Linked DNA regions of Mus musculus: region 2 is linked to region 1. The links are chromatin contacts, called in public HiChIP or PLAC-seq maps. All regions are on one chromosome and are shown on one strand. Each heading gives the region's core, a stretch centred on a gene start, on an enhancer-like site or on the middle of the called end of the contact. The rest is flanking DNA. Distances are from core to core; before and after follow the strand shown.

What was found. HiChIP or PLAC-seq counts read pairs in DNA pulled down with a chosen protein or histone mark.
Region 2: an H3K27ac HiChIP or PLAC-seq map of embryonic fibroblasts shows a contact between it and region 1, with 2.9 times the contacts expected there. The contact joins two enhancer-like sites. A contact is called at or near these places in 1 of 15 datasets of contacts at CTCF or cohesin (the NIH/3T3 cell line), 8 of 484 Hi-C or Micro-C datasets (Sertoli cells, bone marrow-derived macrophages, common lymphoid progenitors and 4 more), 3 of 115 datasets of contacts at active chromatin or transcription factors (embryonic fibroblasts, embryonic forebrain and embryonic stem cells) and 4 of 9 other capture datasets (adipose tissue, embryonic stem cells, liver and 1 more).

The regions. Positions count from the first base shown.
Region 1 is chr11:76,057,581-76,063,409 of GRCm38.p6, forward strand. Vps53 (VPS53 GARP complex subunit) reads right to left here. Exons shown (of 22, transcript NM_026664.4): 19 at 5,405-5,474. Among named protein-coding and RNA genes, the nearest start is that of Rflnb, 33 kb to the left of the region's middle. Within about 2 kb of position 2,446, at least 71 of the 459 cell types and tissues checked have an H3K27ac peak or open chromatin away from gene starts, as enhancers often do. A contact at or near this core is called in the NIH/3T3 cell line and embryonic fibroblasts, where this site is marked.
Region 2 is chr11:76,157,097-76,162,925 of GRCm38.p6, forward strand. The region is part of intron 4 of Vps53 (VPS53 GARP complex subunit); the gene reads right to left. All of the region lies in intron 1 of Gm46252 (a long non-coding RNA gene), which reads left to right. Among named protein-coding and RNA genes, the nearest start is that of Gm46252, 9.2 kb to the left of the region's middle. Within about 2 kb of position 3,620, at least 33 of the 459 cell types and tissues checked have an H3K27ac peak or open chromatin away from gene starts, as enhancers often do. A contact at or near this core is called in the NIH/3T3 cell line and embryonic fibroblasts, where this site is marked.

The DNA.
Region 1 (5,829 bases), core at 1,196-3,695:
TATGTATTTATGTATGTATGTATGTATGTATTTATTTATTGTCTCATTATATATCTTTGGCTGACCCAGAACTCATCATACAGTCCAGGCCAGCCTTGAACTTACAGAGATCTGTTTGCCTCTGATTCTCTAATGCTGAAACTAAAGGTGTGCATCACCATGCCTGGCCTCTTTTTGGAAAAATATCTAATTATTTTATGTGTATGTGTGTATACATACACCAGCTACACACAAGAACTTACAGAGCAAAGAAGAGACATCTGATTGCCTGAGTTACAGATGGTTGTGAGCTGCAATGTGGGTACTGGGAACTGAACCTTGGTTCTCTGAAAGAGCAGACAGTGCTCTTAACTACTGAGCCCCTTTTCCTTTTAATGAAGAAGCCCTGCTCTCTGAAGGCTCCATAGAAGAGATGTGCCTGAGAATAACCCTCTTACTTTCTCATTCTTGGAAACAGTGAAACTCTTAAAAGGATTTCTGATGACATGAGGCTAGGTTAAAAGAGCACAAAAGACAACTGCTGTCTTCTCGCACTTCTTTGAAGAGTGTCAGACTCAGAGACGGACGGGGCTATGGTGGGAGCAGTGGTTAGATGGTGCAGAGGTTCACTTTGGAGATCATCTTCATGACAGATCCTCAGCAACATCTACACTTAATGCCAGTGAGCTGCACACTAGAAGACGGCATGTTCGATGTTATGTACAGTTTCAAAATGTTCCACTGGGACATATCCAGAAAGATTCTTTTTTTATGGTGCTGAGAATGTAACCTGGGATCTTACATACACCAAGCATGTGCTTGATCATTAAGCCGTATTTCCATCCCCTAGATATGCTGTAAACTGGGCATGGTGGTCTGCATGCTTATCATTCTGTCCTTCAGCAGGCTGATGCAGGAGGTTTGTGGATTTATTTGAAGGCATTTATTTGGAACTATGGGTTACATAGTAGAGTACTGTTTGAAAACCAAAACCAAATAAATAACGATAACACATGAAAGAAAAAGTAACTTGACAAACATGAGGTTTTAGCAGTGGGGAAGGACTAGAAGGGCCTGTGGAGAGTGCCTGTTTCAGTGCTTTTATTGAAATAGGACAGTGAGCATGGCGCAGACAGGAGTGATGTGGGAACAAGGGGGCCATCAACAGCAGAGCGAGGACTGTGCATCTTTTCCAACACCACACTAGACTGTTTTCTCTAGGGTAAGTTTAGGCAAATGGATTTTATTTCTGCTGTGTTCAGTCACAGATGACCTCCGTTGTAAGACTAATTAATGACCCTGCAAATCCCACAAGATTCTCTGAAAATCACAAACCAGCAAGGAGTATTACAATACAGGAACGGTTCAATTCCACGTGCCCTTGTAACCGCTCAAGAGGACTCTGGGGCCTGAAGATAAATAACTCACTGTATGTACTAATCAAGTCAAGAATAAGGAGCAGCAAGGGCTCCTTTTTTATTTCTCACATCTATATTCAAGCCTAACCTCAACCTAGGAGATATCTAGCACCTATTGGAAGAAGAGGCTCAGCCGTAGCTTTGAATTCTACAGCTTTAGTTAAAGCTTGGGTCAGGGCCATGACGCAAGGCAGAGTGTGTCAAAATGTGTTTCTACCCACAAGCATCTCTCTATTAATTTTCTTTCAAAAATTGATTTTATTATACTCTGTGTGTGTATGTGTGTGTGTGTGTGTGTGTGTGTGTGTGTGAGAGAGAGAGAGAGAGAGAGAGAGAGAGAGAGTATGAGTGAGGCAGCCTATCCGTTCAAGTAGTCTATAAGAGCAACAACGACTGCTCTTACCCGCTGGGTCAACTCTCCGGCCCCTTTATTAATTTCTTGATTCCTTGGACCTACTGCCTAAGTGAACAGACCTCTAGCTACATCATGGCTTGGATTTCAGAGTTCAGATGCCAGGGCTAACCTTACACAGATAACCTGAACTACACATGGGAACCACTGAAGGGCCACATTGCCCTTGACTCTTCCTTAAAGCCTCTACAGGTAGTTGTGTGAATAGCCACCTATTACTGCTTATTGTCTTTGCTTGGGGTATGAGAAATGAGACTTAGCTATAGAAGATGGGCTTCTCACAGGCAACTAAAAGCAGATGTGAACACTGGCCAAACGTCCTGCTCCTGAGATAACATCCCAGAGTCTGATTCTGTTCTGTTATTCGAGACAGGGTCATATTACACAGCGCACACTGGCCTTGAATTTACAACTCTCCTGCTTTTGCTTCCTGAATGTGCTGTGTGGCAGATATGCCCCTACCTTTCTCCAGCTGAGATTGTTTTATACAAGAGAACATTTGAGGAAAACAGTCATGGTATAGGACTTATGTGACAACATCCAAACTTCCATGGCTGTTAGACACTACACCAGTCTCAAGAGGCCTGAGCAAGGCTACAAAACACAGAACTGTTCCCATGAGTCAGCTTTGGATTCCAGAGGCTTGGTCAAGTCTGTAGACAGAAATGTAACTGAGAACCCTACGGCTGCTCCCAGACACAGATCTTAATCACTCCATATCCTCTTAGATGGCACACTGTAATGAGGCCAAAGAGTGAGTGCCTGGTAAACATTCACTAATGAAACTGGAGCTGGCATGTGAGGGCCTCGCTCTGCCACTTCCGATGGAGAGAATGAGCATTGTGCTCCGGACATGCCAGGGTCAGGATTTCAGAACACCGACTGCTGCAGTCAAGCCCAGCTGGTGTCTGAGTCGTACAACCTCCCAGGGAGTTTTCCAAGACAACATTTTTGACTCGGGCTGGAGCTGGTCAGGCAGACAGCCGAGGGCAAGCTCTGACTAGAAGTCTTCATGCAGGTTGCATGTGGATAGGTATCAGAGCAGACGAACAATGAAACAGAAACAAGGTCATGTCCGGGTCTTCGGAAGTTTACAGTGAGCAGGGCTGGTGTTTAATAAGGGCTGGCTACATGACAGCCGTGCGTCTTGCTTATGGGCACTGGGTTTAATTTTTACTAATTTTGTTTTATTTTATTCTGAGACAATATCTAGCTCTATAGCCTAGGTTGTCCTCAAACTTACAATCCCTCAGCTTCCCCAAGGTCTGGGATTACTGGTGTATGCCACCACATACCGCTCTATTTTGTTTAACCCTCACAGCTACTTCATGGGGTAGTTCTAAGCACTATTTCAGAGACAGGAAATGGAGGTCCTGTAAAGTACCTATGCACAAACAGATGCACTGTTGTGGGCACAGGGTCCAGCCTCTGCTCATGCCACTCCAGAGCTCAGAGCCTGAGTACTCAAGTGTCCTGTACTTGCTGACAGAGGGGACAAAATCATATTGCACTTAGATTCAAGATGTTGCTACCTGCCTTTGACACTTCATGAGTATTCCAATACATGCTTAACTAGCAATCTTCCTGACCCAGAGACAAGGGCTGGGGCTGGGGGTGAGGGGTGGGGTTGGCTGTCAACACAGCCAAGGAACCACAAGGGCAGGGCACTGAGCTGGGAAAGAGTTGAGCCTCTACCTCATTGCTTTGTTTGGTACTGGGCAGGATCTATGGAAATGAATTACACAATCTTCTTACATGTAGCCTAAGTGTTCACAGATGGAGTTGACTATGAGTTGTTCTTGATTTGCCTGTGAACAGTTTACACTTTATATGGTATTTTCAGAGGTCGGAGTAGTAAATATTTGTGTGTGTGTGTGTAGGTCAAGGCAGACACCGAGTATCTTCCTCAATTGCTTTCCACCTTTGTTCTTCAGATAGGGTCTTGTTGATTAAGCTTGATTAGCCAGTAAACCCCAGGGACCCTCTTGTTTGCCCCTCCCCATTGCTGGAACACACGACCACTCTTGTTCCTATTTTAAGTGTGCTTTACTGATGTTTACGTTTGTGTGTCTGTTTGTCTATCTGCATGCCATGTGTGTGCAGTGCCTGTGAAGGACAGAAGAAGGCATCAGATGCCCCAGGACTGAAGGTACAGGTGCTATGACCTGCCCAGAGTAGGTTTTGGAACCAGAATCCAGGTTTTCTGCAAGAGTAGGAAGTGATCTTAAATGTTGAGCCATCTTTAGTCCTGTTATGTGGGTGCTTTTTATGGAGATCAAACTCAGACCCACACCCTTGCATGGCGTGCTAATTAGTTTTTGTCAACTTGTCACAAACTAGAGTTACCTGAGTTGAGGGAACCTCAACTGAGGAGTTGCCTCCATCAGACTGGCCTATGGGCATGTCTGTGGGGAACTTACTTGATTACTGATTGGTGCAAGAGGGCCCAGACCAAGACGATTGTGGGTGGTGCCACCCTTAGCCTGGTGGTCCCGGGTTCCATAAGAAAGAGATCAAATTGAGCAAGCCATGGAGAGCAAGCCAGTAAGCAGTTTTCTCCATGGCCTCTGTTTCAGTTCCTATCTTAGCTCCCCTTGATGATGAACTGTGACCTGTATGAAAATAAACCATTTCTTCCTCAAGTTGATTTTGGTCAGTGTTTATCACAGAGCAATCTCCCTAATCCCTGTTTTTATTGTTATTTATTTTTTTAAAAAAGATTTATTTATTATTATATCTAAGTACACTGTAGCTGTCTTCAGATGAACCAGAAGAGGGTGTCAGATCTCATTTCAGATGGTTGTGAGCCACCACGTGGTTGCTGGGATTTGAACTCAGGACCTTCGGAAGAGCAGTCAGTGCTCTTAACCACTAAGCCATTTCTCCAGCCCTGTTTTTATTTTTTAAATCACTCAAAGTGTTCCCTGAACTCAAACTGCCCAAATTCCAGGCAGACCGAACAGGTGGGAGACAAACTCAAAGTGACGCTGTAGTTGATGAACTCAGTTCACCAGTATTCAGGTGACATTAACCAAGTCTTTTGGTTTAAGACAGGGTCTCAATATATATTGTACATTGGCCTTGGATTCAAAATCGTACTGTTAGCCTCCTACCTGCTGGGATCACAGGCGTGCCGTCATCATGCTTCAGAGGAGAATTCAGACGGGGAGAAAGGAGCCCGACAAGGAGCTTCCTAGGGATTCGAGCTCAGGCCCTCCCTGCTTGATTTCTCCTGTGGCTCTGCACAGCAACACCCAGGGCCTCTGCTGTACTAAGAACACCGCATCTTCTCCTTCCAGCAGCAACCCTCAGAGAAGCCCAAAGCCTTCACTCCTCACGCCCCAAGACAGTTTCTGCAACCTTGTTCTGTACACTTGGTGAGGATATGCTTATCTAACGGATCTGAGACCAGTCTGGGCTACAATATGGGAACCTACCTCAAAAGACAAAACAAAGAAGCAAAAGGAGCCGCCAGGTGACCATAGCTCCCTACACCAGGGAAACCAGTCTCAGTCTCTTCAGACTATCTACTTGAGAATGTGTGCTGGATCTATACAAAGGCTGATGGCGAGGTCCCATACAAAGCTTGCCTTACCTGCTCTGCTCCCACCATGCTGATCGGCTTACACTTGAAGAGGTGGGTGATGAATTTGGGAATGAACGAACTGTGGATAAAAAGTAACAAGTTAGGCTTACTCTCTTTCTAGTAAAGTGTGCAGAAACTTGTTAAGGCTCTACTACCTCTCATAAGAAAGCCGAGAATGGAGGTGGACACTCACATCCCCCACGCCACCATTCACCTCATTCTCTTTCCTTCTAGTTTAGCTCCAGATTTGTTTAGGGAAGAATAGCCTTGATGTTCTAGGGGAAAGCTCATCCCTTAAATCTTAAGCTACAGGGGTGAATTACTGGGGATGGAACCCAGGTCCTGGCATATGGCAGGCAAGTACTCTACCACTGAGCCACACTCCAGTCCTGTTGAGGGCAATTCTACTGAGCTTCAGCCAGTTAGGTCCACTG
Region 2 (5,829 bases), core at 2,370-4,869, 100 kb after region 1:
AGCAGGAGCTCCAGCACTGCCACTTAACTTCTGAAGCTGCAGACTCCCCAGAGACTCTAGAAAAGCAATCACTATCTTCCCTTCAGAAGATGTCTATCCACATAAAAATGTAGTTAATCTCAGGGTGTTGATAGATCCTGAATGGTCTATAACAGAAAGCAGTTATCTCAATGAAACATCCTGTATCTTCATCAGGTCAGGTGTGGATGCTTTCGAGAGCCCATCATTAACCATTTGGTTTGTTGAAGGATGGCATTCCCTCAGAGAAGGAGGGCATGGGAAGGTTACTGGACTCTCATCTGAGAAACCAGTTGGTCTTCCCAGTCATCTGCCTGCAATTCTGCCATAACTGCACGGGCCTTGAGGATCTTGGGAGGAGTTAGAGAATACAGGTTGGTGACGGTTAATTAAAGTGGAACTTCATGTGTGTTGCTATGGGGAAGCTATCAGTCATGTTGGGTGAAGACTTTCAAGTCTTCTTTGGGGCCACCCAAACTCCTGCCAATAACCTCTAGCCCATACACTGCAAGTAAATTCAATAAACTCATTTGTTCCCCAGGGTGAATTCTGGTGAAACTGTACTTGGTTTGTTGTTGGGACCTTGTGAGGAAAGGATAGATTGATCTGTGTCTCCCCAGAGAAGGAATCTTCACGTGGCCCCAGTCTCAAAAAAGGAAATAGAGCACCCCCTGTGTGTTTATATAGTGTCTACTCCCGAGGATCTCACATTAAGGGAATGCTGACAAATGCCATTCAGAACAGGGAAAGCTCTGGAAATAGCATCAGAGAATTAAGGAAATGCAGGGTGGTTATGTCAGAAAAGGAACCCCACAGCCATTCTAAATGGCAGAGACTATCACAGGGAATGGGGCTAGGTGTACATGATCCACCTGGCAGAACTGAGACTGATGAGAGCTGTAGTGAAGCTACTTCCCTACTCAGTTCAGTCTAAGAGAATTCTCGCAATTAAAGCTGAACACATCTGAAAAGTCTACTCTATGGGCCAGTACAGTTGTGATCATATACATTTCCATGCTTCTGCAGAATCACAAACCATCAGAGAAGCCGTATAAAGTCATTTCCATGGGGTCAAGGCTCACACCACAGTAGTCTAAACCTGGGCTTCAGTAAGCAGGGGGCTGGAGAGGGTGGTGATTGTTCTCTTCCCTTCCTAAACCTCAGTCAGGCTCTGTTCAAAGAAACAGCCATGCTCTGGCCAAGCTGCACACAAGAGACAAAGCCGGAAGCCACTCCTGCATCCGTGATTCGCAGCAAGCTCCCTGGGAACTGGTCATGCTGTGGCGGCACTCTTGCAACTTCAATCCCAGCTTTTCCCTCCTTGAACCTGCTCTTCCACTCACCTCTTTCTAGCTACCTTCTAGCTCCCTGCTTTAACTCTTGGGAAGCGGCATACATTTTAGAGCATAGCAGAGCATGTATTTGCTGAACTGACTCACTATCCACACATTTTCAACATGTGAACATTTAACTAGAGTTGTGGACTGATGATCTCAACAGATGAAAATGGGGAGGACTTGGTGCCACAGGAATTTTGTAAGAGCATTGTAGTCTGGTTAGAAGAAGTCACAGACTAGACCACTTCATGCTGGCCCACACAAGGGACAGTCAACAAGCAAAGGCTTTCCAAAATGTTTATTTAGCTGATTGCTAACCAAGCAGCTAGTATTCTAGAAACTGAAAAACAGCCTCATTGAATCTTCCATTTAAAATCTGCCCAAATATTTTTTAAATATTTATTTATGTGTATATGTACGTGTCTGGGTACAAGTTTGTACTCAGGAGTGTGGCGTCCACAAAGGTCAGAGGCATCAGATCTGCCAAAGCTGGAGTTATAGGTGATTGTGAGCTGTCCAACATGAGTACCAGGAACCTTGGGTCTTCTGGAAGAGCAACAAGGACTCCTAACCACAGGATCATCTCTCCATCCCACAAACAAAAATTTTAAGACAAGGTTTCATTATATAGCTAACTGGCCCAGAGCTCTATCTGTAGACCAAGCTGGCCTTGGACTCACAGAGATCCTCCTGCCTCTATTTCCTGAGTGCTGGGACTAACGGAATGTGCCACCATGCTCACTTCCAAACAATTAAAAAAAAAAAAAAAACTTTTTTCAGGGTTCAGGCAAAGTGCTCAGTGAAGGAGCATGAGGGCCTGAGTTTGATCTCTAGCACCCCAGAAAATATGGGAGCAGCAGCATACACCTATAATCTCAGTGCTGGAGAGTAGCTCTCAAGGGATTGCTGTTTAGCCAGCCTAGCTCAGTGAGCTTCAGGTTCAGTGAGAGACCCTGCTTTAAAAAGTAAGGTGGAGAGACACTGATCTCCTGCCTACACACAGACACAGACACAGACACAGACACAGACACAGACAGACACAGACAGACAGACAGACAGACAGAGAACACAAAAGAACTTCCCTCCTAAAAATGTAATTTACAAGGCCAAGAGATGGCTGAGCAGCATGAGGTTCTAACAAGCTGGGCTTCAGTCCTGAACCATAGAAAAGGAGACAGAACTGACTCTGCCAACTTGTTCTCTGATCCCAGTCCATGCACTGATGCACACGCTTATGACTCTCCCCCCATAGTAAATGTCTTAAAAATGTCTTTCAAGAGATCATAAAAGTCAGGTCTGGAGGCATGCACCTGTAACCCTAGCACTTGGGAGGTGGAAGTCTGAGGGTCATAAGGCCAAAATATACTTCATGAGACCCTGTCTCAAAAAAACCAAAACAAAAAACCCAAAAACAACAAAAAAGCAAGCAAATTCAAATAAGACTCCATGATATGCACTAAGGTCGGTCTCTTGCTTTTCAAGGTTAAAAAGCACAGCTGCTCTGGTGGGCTTGGGAAATTCTGTCTGGGCAGGGCACCTTCCTTTGGCCCTACTGCTGCTGTCCTGAGTGTTCTCAGCCACTGAGAAGATAAGTTCTGAAAGCAATCTCTGAGTGTGCTCCAGGGAAGAGGGGCACACGGGTGTCCTGACCTGTGAAGCCCAGTATTTTGGCCCATCCGTAATTCCCCTCGTCTGTGCCAGTCAGCTGGAGATGCCCATCAGCAAGCCACCCACCAGAGTCACAGTTCTATCCCTAGGAGCTGACAAAGACAGAACCAAGCATGCTCTGCTGAAAGTCCCCACTCGAGCTTGCATTTCAATCTGCTGGAGAGACAGATGGAGGAGATGACAGGAAAAGCGATTATTTCTTCTGGGCTTCCTCTCTGTCTGGATTCTAAGGAGATGAATACAAAATTCCATCACAGACTGAAATGTGATCTAAACATTCTTGAAAACACGGTCTTGTTCTCTGAAATCCGAGCTGCCCTGCTGGCAACCACGTGAAGGTGGGGAGAGGCATTCCTGAGGCCTGCCCTTTCTGGGGCTCACTCCCCCATGCTGCTCTAGCATGGCCCACAGGTAGTGGCCAGGATGTGCTCCAACACAGCACGACCAACAAACACTCCTCAAGAATCATCAACTTCTTTTCATTTTCTTAGAATTTCACATACCTGAGACTCTCCCAAGTAGTTTAAGGTTCCTGGTGAGCCATTCTAAATGTAGGTCACACAATACAGTAGTTCTATTCCAAATAGCAGCAGCCTGGGCCTATTCACACATGAACCATAGGCTGGAGATGTAGCTCAGCCATAGAGCTACACACACTTGCCTAGAATTCAGGAAGCCCCAAGCTAATCTAAGACACACCAAATATTCAGTGTAGTTGCATGTAGGACTATTTGAGCTGAAGTGTAAAGATAATAAAAGAGTTCTTGCCTTCAAGAAGTCTACAAACTAGCCAAGAGGATAGGCAAGCCAAGGAAGAGCATGAGCTCGGAGGCCTGGCACAGCAGAGGGCTGAGAAGTGACAGGTAGGAAGGGCACACATCTGTCTCCCCTCTGTAGAAGACTAGAGTCAGATAAAGGTCAAGTCTCCTTGGACCTGAAATTATGATTCCTTTGGTGTTATTCAGATGGGAAAAATAAAACTTCATTATTTAAAAAGCAGTATTTGAGCTGGCCTTTAAATGGGTAAAGCTTTAAAATGTGAAAACTGGAAAAAAGGGAAGCAAAAACCCCAACAAAACAAAAACAAAAGCACTCAGGCCTTAACAGAGAAGACTGATGGGTGACCCGATAAGAGGCAAATGTGAGCAGGATTATCCAGAGCTGTCTAGATCAGGATAAGAAAGCAGGAAGACCCTCCCTAAACTACACAGGCTGGGGTCCTAGTCTGACTAAAAAGAAGAAACTGAAGTGAATAGCAGCCTTTACCTCTCCCTGCCTCCTGACTGCGGATGCAATGTGACCAGCTGCCTAATGCTCCTGCCGCCGTGCCTTCTGGGTCATGACAGATGTCTCCTCGCCAACTGTAAGCCAGAATAAGCCCTTCTTCCCTTAATTTGCTTCTTGTTGGGTGCTTTGTCACAGAGATAATAAATAATTAACACAGGTACAAAGATATGCATGGGTCAGAGAGCACGTGGCATGTGACAGAGCAGAAAGTTTTCAGTACAAACGAAGAGACAGAGTATGAAAACACTGAAGGCAGCCTCAAGCAGCAGGTAAGAAAATGTGTTTGACTTCACTCAGTGTCAGGAGGCACAGAGTGTTCTGAAGAGGCAAATGGCATGACACAAGAAGTGGAGTTAATCAGCACAATGAGACCTTCCTACTGATTATCACTCCTAAGGTCCTGTTAACATGGGACCAGGTAGACAAAGACGAAGTAGTAAACCTGTGAGAGGTCGGGAAACAGGATACCTTTAGAGAGCTAACAGCAACAAATACTCATGATAAGAAAAAGGTTAGGGGCCGGAGAGATGGCTCAGTGGTTAAGAGCACTTGGCTGCTCTTCCAAAGGACCTGGGTTCAATTCCCAGAACCCACATGGCAGCTCACAACTGTCTGTAACTTCAGTTACAGGAGATCCAACACCCTCACACAGATATCCATGCACACAAAACACCAATGTACATGAAGTGAAAATAAATACATCACTTTTTTAAAAAGAAAGAAAAAAAGAAAAAGGACAGAGATAGGCTGTGTACCATGGATACCAACAGAAGGGGTATATTATGAGTGAACAGAATGAAAGCCATAAATGTAGGAAGCAGAAATGGATAAAACTAAAAATGAATCTAGGGCAATAGCCCAATCGCTAAGATAGGTGGTTCTCAAGTACAAAGACCTGAGTTCAATCCCAACACCCACAAAAAGCCTCATACAGCAATACACGCCTGCCTTCTCAGCAACAGGGAGGCAGAAACAGAAGGATCTTTGGGGGACTGCTTGCTAATTTAGTCAAATTGATGAGCTCAAGGGTCAGTAGACAATTCTGTCACAAATATAGGGTAGAAGCAAGACACACACACACACATACACACACACACACACACACACACACACACACACACGATAAAAACATAAATAAGATGTCTGGAGAGATGGCTCAATGGTTAGGAGCACTCAATGTTCTTGTAGAGGGCCCAAGTTCAGTTCCCAGCACTCATATGGTGGCTCACAACCATCTTGGAATTCTAATTGATATCCTCTTCTGGCCTCCACATATGCATTAGGTACAAATGTGATCCACATACATGCAGGCAAAACACTCATACACATAAAATAAAGACAAATACAAATAAACACAAATAAATAAAAAGCAAGAACAGTAAATATAAAACTGAAAAACTTAACGTAAGAGTCGAGACATCTTTGAGCCATTAGCAGCAAAACAGGGGTGCTGCAGATGAGGAGACCTCTACCTAGGATGAGAGCCTTTTTTACACTCTAAAGCTAAGCAGCATTGAGT